2 separate regions of the Triticum aestivum genome follow, and region 1 is linked to region 2. Evidence: chromatin contacts called from public Hi-C data. All regions are on one chromosome and are shown on one strand. The core of a region is the stretch at or near the end of the contact, and the rest is flanking DNA. Distances in the headings are between cores, read along the strand shown. Region 1 holds the start of LOC123096045 (E3 ubiquitin-protein ligase HOS1). Region 2 holds the start of LOC123096043 (CBS domain-containing protein CBSX3, mitochondrial).

What was found. A called contact is a pair of places that touch in the nucleus more often than the background predicts.
Region 1: a Hi-C map of leaf shows a contact between it and region 2, with 5 times the contacts expected there. The contact joins the promoter of LOC123096045 here to the promoter of LOC123096043 in region 2. A contact is called at or near these places in 3 of 5 Hi-C or Micro-C datasets (all in leaf) and 1 of 1 datasets of contacts at active chromatin or transcription factors (leaf).

What each region holds. Positions count from the first base shown.
Region 1 is chr4D:42,302,765-42,308,352 of IWGSC CS RefSeq v2.1, reverse strand. It overlaps LOC123096045 (E3 ubiquitin-protein ligase HOS1), which reads left to right and starts at 3,673. Exons shown (of 10, transcript XM_044517628.1): 1 at 3,673-4,013; 2 at 4,773-5,163; 3 at 5,274-5,408; 4 at 5,551-5,588. The coding sequence starts at 3,954.
Region 2 is chr4D:41,795,760-41,802,078 of IWGSC CS RefSeq v2.1, reverse strand. It overlaps LOC123096043 (CBS domain-containing protein CBSX3, mitochondrial), which reads left to right and starts at 3,439. Exons shown (of 6, transcript XM_044517626.1): 1 at 3,439-3,686; 2 at 5,510-5,773; 3 at 5,861-5,942. The coding sequence starts at 5,516.

The sequences.
Region 1 (5,588 bases), core at 2,424-4,923, 510 kb before region 2:
ACCTTTCGGTCCTAGCCTGTGTCTGAAACATGCTCTTGAGACTCTCGATCATATTGTAAGCCTCAAAATTTTTGAAATGCTGTTGCAAATCGGGCTCCATACAAGCCAGCATCAGACAAATGATCTCCGTTGATTCATCAACGAGTTTCTAGTAGGCATTCTTAGTTGTGGCATTAGCATTTTCGGCAGGTTCCTCTAGAAGTGGATCCTCTAGAACATGTTCCTTTTTATTGTGCTTGAGAATAATTCTCAGATTTCTATACCAGGTGGTAAAGTTCGTTCCATTCAGTTTATCCTTCTCCAGAATTGATTTCAATGCAAAGTTGGGTTGAGCAGGTGGTGCCATTGATCTACAACAGAAAATATGCAATCACTAAGCAATGTGTTTATGTAGAGTAATTCAAGCCTAAACAGAAATACTCCCACTGAAGTTAGCATCCCTCCGCAAACTCTCCGTGATTCAGGATCCGACTAGCACATGCGACTAGTGAGCTTTAGCATCACTGCTAGACAACATGCCTATCCGGTAAGAAACTCCTTGCTAATCGTATCTCTATATGACTCCTGTCGATCGGTAAGGTATCTCATACCCCGGCTCCCAACCTTCTTTGCCACAAGGCTCAAAACCGTTTTGATAGCCTTGTCAAGTTAACCTGAATGCAGTGCATGGCCGTGTCCGACACGAACCCTTCAGTTCAAGGACACCTAGTAGCACCCCAATTATATGAGCCCACTACTAGACGTACTTGACGTGCGAAGGTGCAACATCGGGGATGGAAATTCGCTTGATATTTATGAGGGATCTTTCCACCATTTTAACATGCATAGAAACAAAGAAGCATAACAATCACAAATAAACACATATTGTGAAATGGTATGGCTCCTTCATGGATGTTCTTCCAGGTCGGCTCCGACTCCGATGACCATCTAGGAACTCCATCTTGTTTGTCACGCCAGGACGCCAAGCCACCAACCCGATCTCTATTATCCAACTACTAGAACTAGTAATGAATTTTACATAGAGAATCACAAGTCGACACGCAGGTCGTTATACATTATAATGACAACACTTTGGCTCCTGCCGGCTGACAAACATGACACGCAGGCCATGTATAAATTACACACATGCATCACATACACATGAGCCATACTATTCACATCAAACCTGCAAAACAAAGTTACGCATAGAATCGCATTCTACCGGTTTGAGTGATCGTGTACGAAATACAAGGCGCTACGCACACGGCAGTCCCGCTAGTCGGTTAGCGGGCAGGGTTCGAAGGGGCAGCGCCCGATGTTTTCGGAAATCACAGATCATATCTGAACTCCGATCACGCCGAATTTTCCGATCTGGCCGATCTTATCGATCATCGCGAATCCTATTCGAATTTACGTTTCACTATTAACCCCGATGGCGGATACCGACCGGTAGGGTAGGTTGTGTCACGACCTCATCGATTCTGATCATCAGAAAACATAGCCACGTCGATCCCCATGTGCAGTTGATCTCATCAATCGTGCACATAGCCGATCTGATAAATGACGACAGATCTCATCTGCGCCTCCACATATCTAATATGCTTACGATCTGAATCTCAATTCTATAGCAGATGCTCTGATACCACTGTTGGTTTCTACGGTAGGGTGCGTCGACTGCAAATTAAAATTTTCCTACGCGCAGAACAACCAGGAACATGCTACGGGAATGGATCACAGATCGTTACCACTAGACGCGCAGTGTCGTGCAGCGGAAGAAGATTTGGGGCAGCGCGTCCGCGTGGATCGTCTCCTCCTCGTCCGATCTCCCTCGAACAACCGGTCGTCCGATCCCACGTACAAGTTCGCCGGAGCGGCGCAGGTGCACCGCCTCTAACGGTATCCGTGCGTGCAGGAGGAACACCGTGCGATGGACTGCTAGGTCCGATCACACAGTCGGCGGCGAGTGGAGGTGGCTATTCGCAACACATGCAAACCCTAGTGACAATGGCGAAACGATCCACCAAATGAGTGTGCCGCACCTCCACTTTATATAGGCGTCCGTCGCGGGCTCAACACTTGGGCCTCGCACGGACCCTAAAGCCCAAAATCTGTTCGGCCGGGATCCGAGTCCGAGTAGGATCACATCTGACATGTGGAGTCTGATCCGGCCTCACAGGTTCGTTCCCTTAAGCGCGCGACCCCTTAGGTTCAAGTCGTCTTGGTCGCAGGTTAGATCACCTCTGACCTGCTCGGCTGGTAGCGGCCTCTAGCAAGGCGTGCCAACCATCAAGTAGACAATGAAGCTGGTTAGGCGAACCTGTACATCACACTTCTATTCCTTTTTCCACACGATATATGTTGTCGGGCTCAAGGCGAGTCTGTCATCCTTGTGCTAGCCCGACCTCTTTCTCGTTCCAGTGATGCCGACCACAAACATGATTATCTCATAATCCTTATCGCATGGCCATGCTTATCCTGATCGGATCACACGAGGGGCCCATAGTATATCTCTCATGATCGGAGGGGTAAATCCCATCTTGCTCGACCATGTCTCGCAGCATGGGTTTGGACAAGCCCGAAACCTACCTTTGTAACTATCCAATCACGGAGTAGCGTTTGGTCGGCCCAAAACAGGTCTGTCACCACCCCGAGTACATGTGCCAGCTCAGGTCTTAGGACATAGAACGTATGTTGTACTAGAGACTCACAGATGACATATCGCTGCGTCTCATAGTTGGGTCTGTCCGACTCAGACCTTATCTCGACTCGGATCCGACTACGTCGAATCCGACCAGATCCTTCCAAGTCCATATTATCCGGTTAGTATCCAATGCTCCATGGCTAGTGATACCAAGCCATCGACCATGTCACATGCTAGTCTAGTCGGCTGCGCGTCCACACAGCCCTTTCGACTAGGGACCTTTTAGGACAGTCATCATACATCCATAGTCCCACAAACAAGTCACGTACTTGCTGATACACATCATTGATAATGTCCAAGGACTATCTTTATTCATAAACACATAGGAAATATCATCATACATGATTGCCTCTAGGGCATATCTCCAACAGTCACCCTTTCACCCGCGCGAACATTACCAATAATGGTTTTTGAAAGCGCTTTGAGTCGCCCATCCAAAAAGATGGGAAGTCTTGATCGGCGAACGTACTTGGGCCGGGATGATCCCCTAGAAGTGCAGGCTGTCGAATCACTATATATTCACCATGGCGTCGATGCAAGATTTCACCCCCACAAAAGAATCAAACCAACAAAAAAAGCTTCACACGGCAACATAAGCTCATCAGATCCGAATAATCGGATCAGCGAGGACAAAAAACTCTCAAACCTCATGACACCGCCAAAAGAACGAGAGGAAATTTCTTCTCGCAAAACTATGATGGTCACTAGACGTTGACGAAGAACATAAAGATCTTGAAGATCCGAGGTCCCCTCACCTCTCATAACCAAGATGGCAGCCGGAGACGAGGAGACCTAAATTTCTTAGATGGTGATGACGACAGCGGCAAGGGTACACCTTAACTAGTGATTTCGGCAGTTCTCGGAAAAAGAAAGAAACGCCGGCCGGTCTATAATTGGGCCAGCTAGGCCGCTTCCTTGGGCCGGCCAGCTCCGTCAAAAAGAAAAACAGCAAGCAGGCCAGGGCGACGAGGGCATCCTGCGGGCCTGACCGGGCTGGAGCGCAGGAGCCGATCCAGTTGCTCGCGAAATGCCTGTTCGTCTGGTCGAGACCGCGAGACGGCGACTCCGTGCCCTAGGTCGCCTTTGACAGATTGCTTAGCTCCGCCACTGCTGCCAGCCGCCTCCCCCCGGACCGGCCGCACTGCCGCCGCGCCTCCCCCTTCCCGGCTCCTCCATCTCCCTCGCCGGGCGCCACTCTCTCCCCCGCGAGCCGCGCCGCCCGGAGCCACGGTTGATGCGGTAGCAAGCCGTGGGTGCTGGAGAGGGTTCGCGGATGGAGGCGCTCCCTTCGTCGCCGAGGCACCCTCCCAAGTACGGCAGCGCCGCCGTCCAGGTCCGTGCTTCTGTAGCAACGCCCCCTCGCTAGTGGAATTTGGTTACCTACAGCTTCGAGCCAGCCGTTAGCACCCGTATCTGAATCCCGCCCCATGGTAGAATAGCTACCGTCTGCAGATGTCGGTTTCGGTTCGACTCACCTGCCAGGGCGCTGGGTTGGTCAAGAGTAAAAGGTTGTGGTCACCACTCTTGCATGTTGTCATCGTCCTTAGTTGGTAAATGTAGTTACCAGTTAGTAGTACAAGAGGGTAACACTTGAAATGGGCCGATTCGGTACGGAGTCAGCTGTAAACACATGAATATATTGCTAGCATTGCAGAGCACATCCCTTGTAGCAATCACATGGTGGTTATGCAACGCAGTAGCTACACCACCTGCTAAGCTCAGTTTCTTCGCGACTAGTTGTTACAAAGGAATTGGCTTGTCTGAGTCGCTGTGAGTATCTTTCAGTTGTAGGGATAGTTTTTGATTTGTTCTGAATAAACTATTGCACATGATCCATTCGCATGTCAAGCTGCTTAACTGTTTGGCTGCACATGTGACTTCAACATTTTTTTGTTTCTTATATTTCTCATAATGCTCATTTAGTAAATCTGTATGGTGTAAATTAATTAAGTGAATACAAATACCAAGTTCTACTGATTTATATGTTTGTCTTTTGAACGAGCACGGTATATAGGGTTTAGGAAATAAAAGCATATTTCTATGTGGTAAAGTGTTGTGGCTAGTTACTGAAAAATGAAGTTTATGTTGGCAGAATGCTTTGGAGCAGTTGGCGTCCATTGATCTCATTGAGCTGAGCAAGGAGGCTAGAATTGAGCACTGCCGTGCAACTAGGGACTTGAGTAGCTGCGGCCGCTATGTGCAGCATGTGCTTAACTCATGTGGGCATGCATCGTTATGTGCCGAGTGTAGCCAGAGATGTGATGTCTGCCCAATTTGCAGAAGTCCAATACCTGATAATGGAAAAAGAGTGCGGCTCCGCCTTTACCACAAGTGCTTGGAGGTCGGCCTTATCTCTAAGCAGCATGATGAAAGGTTTCAGGAAAAGGAAGGCCATGGTGATCCTGTTAACATGGACGTCCAGCGGCTGCATTCCTTGTTTGATGTTGCGCTTCAGAATAATCTAGTTTCCCTGATTTGCCACTGTATCCTCTTTAGAAGGCTACTTTCGCTTTAGGCTGATAGACACAGTTTCATCTTAATTGTTTACATAGTGTCTTCTCTTTTCCTTCTGTTACCTTGACATTTAGACCAGATATAACAGATGTTTGTTTGGATGAGAATGCTGTGTCAAGTGATCCACTTCTGGCTTTTCTTTTGGACGAGGTGGTCATCAAGGACTGGTGCAAGAGGGCTGTTAAGGCACTCATATCAGAGATATGCACGATTTGTATCCACCAATGTTTAACCAGTTCCAGTTACAGAATTTATATATTTTTGACTAGCCTTTCATCTCTTCGTGCAAGCACAGCCATGCATGTTGAGGGAGAGGCAAGATTATATTGTTAAATAACACCTTAACCACATCTTAGATAGATCTGGATTAGAGACGATGAAGTCTAAGTTATCC
Region 2 (6,319 bases), core at 2,190-4,689:
TAATTGCTTAGTTAGTATGCTTGAAGTATTATTATTTTTATGTCAATATTGAACTTTTATCTTGAATCTTTCGGATCTGAATATTCATACCACAATTAAGAAGAATTACATTGAAATTATGCCAAGTAGCATTCCACATCAAAAATTCTATTTTTATCATTTACCTACTCAAGGACGAGCAAGAATTAAGCTTGGGGATGCTTGATATGTCTCCAACGTATCTATAATTTTTGATTGTTCCATGCTATATTATATTCTATTTTGGACATTATTGGGCTTTATAATACACTTTTATATTATTTTGGGGACTAACCTATTAACCGGAGGCCCAGCCCAGAATTGTTGTTTTTTGCCTATTTCAGAGTTTCGCAGAAAAAGAATATCAAACGGAGTCCAAACGGAATGAAACCTTCAGGAACGTGATTTTCGGAACGAACGTGATCCAGAGGACTTGGACCCTACGTCAAGACATCAACCAGGAGGGCACGAGGTAGGGGGGCGCGCCTACCCCCTGGGCGCGCCCTCGACCCTCATGGGCCCCCTGTTGCTCCACCGACATACTACTTCCTCCTATATATACCTACGTACCCCCAAACTACCAGATACGGAGCCAAAAACCTAATTCCACCGCCGCAACCTTCTGTACCCGTGAGATCCCATCTTGGGGCCTGTTCCGGAGCTCCGCCGGAGGGGGCATTGATCAAGGAGGGCTTCTACATCAACGCCATAGCCTCTCCGATGATGTGTGAGTAGTTTACCTCAGACCTTCGGGTCCATAGTTATTAGCTAGATGGCTTCTTCTATCTTGTTGGATCTCAATACAATGTTCTCCCCTCTCTCGTGGAGATCTATTCGATGTAATCTTCTTTTGCGGTGTGTTTGTTGAGACCGATGAATTGTGGGTTTATGATCAAGTTTATCTATGAACAATATTTGAATCTTCTCTGAATTCTTTTATGTATGATTGGTTATCTTTGCAAGTCTCTTCGAATTATCAGTTTGGTTTGGCCTACTAGATTGATCTTTCTTGCAATGGGAGAAGTGCTTAGCTTTGGGTTCAATCTTGCTGTGTCCTTTCCCAGTGACAGTAGGGGCAACAAGGCACATATTGTATTGTTGCCATCAAGGATAACAAGATGGGGTTTATATCATTGCATGAGTTTATCCCTCTACATCATGTCATCTTACTTAAAGCGTTACTCTGTTCTTATGAACTTAATACCCTAGATGCATGCTGGATAGCGGTCGATGTGTGGAGTAATAGTAGTAGATGCAGGCAGGAGTCGGTCTACTTGTCCCGGACGTGATGCCTATATACATGATCATACCTAGATATTCTCATAACTATGCTCAATTCTGTCAATTGCTCAACAGTAATTTGTTCACCACCGTAATATTTATGCTCATGAGAGAAGCCACTAGTGAGACCTATGACCCCCGGGTCTATTTTCCATCATATTAATCTCACGTCAACAAGTTATTCCTAGCGTCGTTTTTATTTTACTTTCTTTACTTTGCATCTTTATCGTAAAAATACCAAAAAAATTATCTTATCATATCTATCAGATCTCACTCTCGTAAGTGACCGTGTAGGGATTGACAACCCCTTATCGCGTTGGTTGTGAGGATTAATTTGTTTGTGTAGGTGCGAGGGACTCGTGCGTGGTCTCCTACTGGATTGATACCTTGGTTCTCAAAAACTGAGGGAAATACTTACGCTACTTTGCTGCATCACCCTTTCCTCTTCAAGAGAAAACCAACGCAGTGCTCAAGAGGTAGCAATCATCCATACATAACATGCAAATAAGTCTAGTACAACAATAATTCAAATTCAATGAGAAATAGTTCAAATTCAACGAGATAAACCAGATGTTCAACAAGTTTTTCATGGATGAATCATGTTGTCCCACATGGCTACGGACGGATCCTGGGTGGACGGTGCCGTAGTGGTGACCAAAGAGGTACATCAGCGGCATCGAAGGAGAAGTGGAAGAGAATGGAACTGAGAGGGGGATTTGAGTGGGCCGGGGTGTCGGAGTCCTACGTGGCGACGGTCTAGACTTTCGTAAAGCCCCCCTCTCAGTTTGCTTCCAATTTGAGGGAAAAAGCGTGTCCGGACGGGTTGGTAGACCGATACAGGTCCATCTTGGATGACAAAACACTTTCTGAACGCTTGGTCTGGACTGATGCTGGCGCTTTGAGGGTCGGTGTGCAGACGCCCTTAGAGCATCTCTAGCAGATGTGCTAAATCCCCTCCCCGCAAAATCGATTTATGGTTCGCCCTAAATCGATTTTGTGGGCAGTTTATCTCCGACGCAGAACAGATGCCGGATATGATACCGTAAATTTCAAAACTTCAACTAAAACAAGTTACCGCTAAAATAGAAAGTCCGAACCTCACCGGAGTTCATCACAAACAAACTAAACTAAACTTTAAAACTAGAAACGACGGAGGGCCGTCGGCGGCTCACGGCTTCACGCCGAGGTAGAACTCGCAGTCGGGGCGGTAGAGGCTGTAGGCGAGCTCGTACTCTGCGTCCGCCTCGAAGCGTGCGGCTGCGCCCTCTTCGCCGGCCTCCAACACCTTCTTCGACTCGAAGCGCGCGACCTCCGCCTCACGGAGCTTCTTCGTCGATGACTAGAGCGCCTCGTGGATCTCGTCGAAGCGATGCCACGCGTGGTTCCCGCCGTTGCGCGCATGCGCCGAGCGCCATGGCTCGACGGCAGGACGGTTGGAGGGGGGAGGGGGGCGACTGGATGAGCTTGCGACAACTAAGAATAGACGGTGGCAAACGGGAAGAGGATTGTGGCAGAGGGGGGTGGAATCGATCTGAGACGGGAACCCTAAAACAACGCCCCCCCCCCCCCCCGGTACACGGCGGAGGGGGCGGTATGCTGGCCGCCCGTATAATTTTTACGAGCCAATGCAAATATACAACATCTATTTCGGCCCGGAAACGCTAAAGAACCCACAAATTTATGGACCGACAGCGGGATAGCACATATGCTAGAGATGCTCTTATACTATCTCCGTCTTGATTTATTAGTCACCTCGTATTCAGAATTACATTTTGATTACGATTTTAACTAATAAAATATAAGCTATACATAACAAAAACAATATTATAGGAAACTATATTCAAGTACGAATCCAATGAAAATGATATGCATTAACATTTTATTATTTAAATCTATAATCAACATTTGACACAAAATACAAAAGGGATCAATAAACCGGGAGTTAGTGCTACTTGGCTAACAAATTAAGCGATAGTCTTTTTGCCACCGAAATAAAGTGAGATTGTTGGCAAAAGAAACGGAGAAACGGAGAAGTGCATACGAGTCCGTGTGCATCCTGTCATTTCTGGCACGCCCCAGTTGCGTGATTGTTTACAAGAAACTGAGCAGAGTAGAGTACCAGCTGGAGAACCGAAAGTCCAAAACAAAAGGTTAAACAAAAGAGAATGGAACCAAAAGTGCAGGGCAAACAGGGCCGTGTGGATAAGACCGAGTGCCCTCACATGCCTCCACCACCTCACCGCGAGAGCAGCGGAGTGTCGCTTTAATTAGCGCTCGTCACCCCCCACCATTGCCTCCCAGCATCACAAGTGTCCCTCCCCCATCTTCTTCCTCCCCGCAACTCGCTGCTCCTCCCAGAACCGAAGCTCAGTCCCGCGGCCACGCAGGTAAAGCGGCCTCTCCTCCTCCCCCTTCCTCCGGTCCAACCAAATCCATGCGATGGGTCGATCCGTAGTACTAGCTGCCTAGTTCATGACCGATCTGTGGAGGTATTAGTTCTGAAAGAAATGCGTCTACAGTGCGTGCTGTCATCTTGAAGCGAGCAGAAGGGTCAGATGAGTGTGCTCCCGGCGTTGTTCCTCTAGGTTTCTCCACGATCTGTTGTTTTTCATCTCATTCTGCTACCCGGCTACTGTTCACCTTAGATTTAGCAGAGGAAAGAGACGCTGAAAGGAGGCGGAAAGCCGTGACCGGAAAGTACGTTTCATTCTTTCTGTGATTTCTTCTGTTGCGCTTGATCTGTTTCCTTTCCTGGTTTCCTTAGTTTTGTCTGTCCAGATTAGCGAGTGTTTCATTTCATAATCAGTTCGTGGTTGCACAAGTAGAAGAAATACAAGTTATTTGGTTCTAGGATTCCTTCAAGGCATGCGTGTCCCTCTTGTTTTGTGGTGCGTGATCCGGTTGTTCGTTCGGTTCTTGAGCCGGGAGCGAGTCCATAGCGCCGAATCGAGCACCTTGGGAGTGCATATAGCTCAGTGTTCCGGGTGAAAGGCGTCAGTTGGATTCCCTCTTCGTTGGTGATTCCTTATTTCTTTGATTGTGACATGAATAAATGCTCCTAGTTTGCTAAACTCTGAAACGTCCTGCCAGAGACATATAAAGATGTTGCGTTAACACATCACATCAAGTAGGGTGGGTGGACATATTGATAGTGGGTTCTCTAAAGTATATATAAGTCCAAATGAAATTGATTAGTGGGCAGGACATGCTACGTGGCTATGCTGACGTGCCGGGTTCAGTTCTAACAGATGATTCAACAAAAGAAAAATTGAGGACTAATTCGACCGATTTTTCTGTGCATAAATCACTTTTCTCCGGTATTAGTGGCTAGTGTACAAAATGATAGATAAGCTCGGCATCCTTTTCACGGCATAAGCACACTAGGAAGTAGGAACTAGCTCTAATTTGATGTGGTGCTTCCTGTAGGATGGAGATAGGTTTGTTTGTTTATGTTGAATGGTGAGCACAGCTACATTATTGAGCAAATGCTTCCACTTATCCACTCTTTCACATTTTTTTATTCTCTGTTATAGTCAACTGCCATCGTATGGTTATGAACTAGTCTCTTTGCTTTGTCTGACAGCATCCTTAGTTTTAGCCAATCCCACATATTGAAGTCATGTAATTGTTCACCTTCCTCCTGTGCTGTAATTTTCTTACCATGTACTCCCTCCGTTCCATAATATAAGAGCGTTTTTGACATTAACACTCTTATATTATGGGACGGAGGGAGTACTTTGGTTCTGGCCCCGGTTCCGAGAAGGCAAATTACCTAATCCAAAAAACTTGTGAACTTGGGAAAAACTTGCTTTTAGCCTTGGTTCATTTTAGTGCAAACTTCCGCAGTTGAGTTACATGTCATTACTAAAGTCCCATCTTTTTCCTCATATGTACTTCACCTCCTTTTCACATTCTATTCAGTTTAGTGTTTCCCAACATCGTGTGCTGCGTGTCTAATAGCTCATCTTCTTGAAAGAATCAGTTTATGATATTATTTACTAGTCATTTTTGGGATTGAATTTTTCGGTCGTATAGAGATACTGTTTGGTCTATATTATTCAATTTTTTCACTGTACTTTGAAAAACTGTCTATAACATCTTCATTCTAACTAGGAAAGTACTACTCTTTCTAATATCGAAGAAGTCACAAGTCAATTGTCCCCTTGGTTAGAAATGAAGTAATTGTTTCTTTATGTATGATTTGACACAGAACAAAATGCAGCGAGCAATTCAAGCTATCGGATCACATGGCAGTGTGCTCAAATCTGCTGTCCTGCAACACATCAGTGTTGTGAAGCCTGCTATGCTGCCTGCTGTGTTCCCGCGCTTCATGTCAGTATCACCTGCTCAAATAGAGGAGAGTGGATTTGAGAGCAGCACCGTTGCAGATATTTTGAAGTCCAAAGGGAAGAGTGCTGATGGATCATGGCTCTGGTGCACCACTGATGACAGTGTCTATGATGCTGTCAAATCGGTATGATTTCCCTTCTAGCCCAGTGGTCATATTACTCCATAAGTAGAAAATATTTATGATTTTGAGTGACAAAAAGAGATTCAACAGATGACACAGCACAATGTGGGAGCTTTGGTGGTTGTTAAACCTGGGGAAGATAAATCAATTGCGGGCATCGTCACAGAGAGAGGTAAATCAGTCTATAAACACTCTGTGATGGAAACAGACCAAATCACGTGCTAAAAGAGGAAACGTTAGAAAGTTATTTACATTTTCTTGGTTTATGCCCTTGCCTTCTTTATTCTACATTATTATAAAGAAAAAAAAGAATAATATGAAGGGTTGTGAGTAAAAGCTGTATGGTGAAGGTGGAAATGCTTTATAAAAGATGACAACCCTTGTTTCTTACATGCATTATAATTACTGTCAGTCAAGAGTCTTAGGACTGGTTAATAAATCTTAACGCATCATGCATCAAGAACCTGCAGATAGTGTGCCACAAGCCTGTATGGCCCTATCAAGTGGAACATATACATGAAAGAACATTTGATGATCCCATTCTCATGT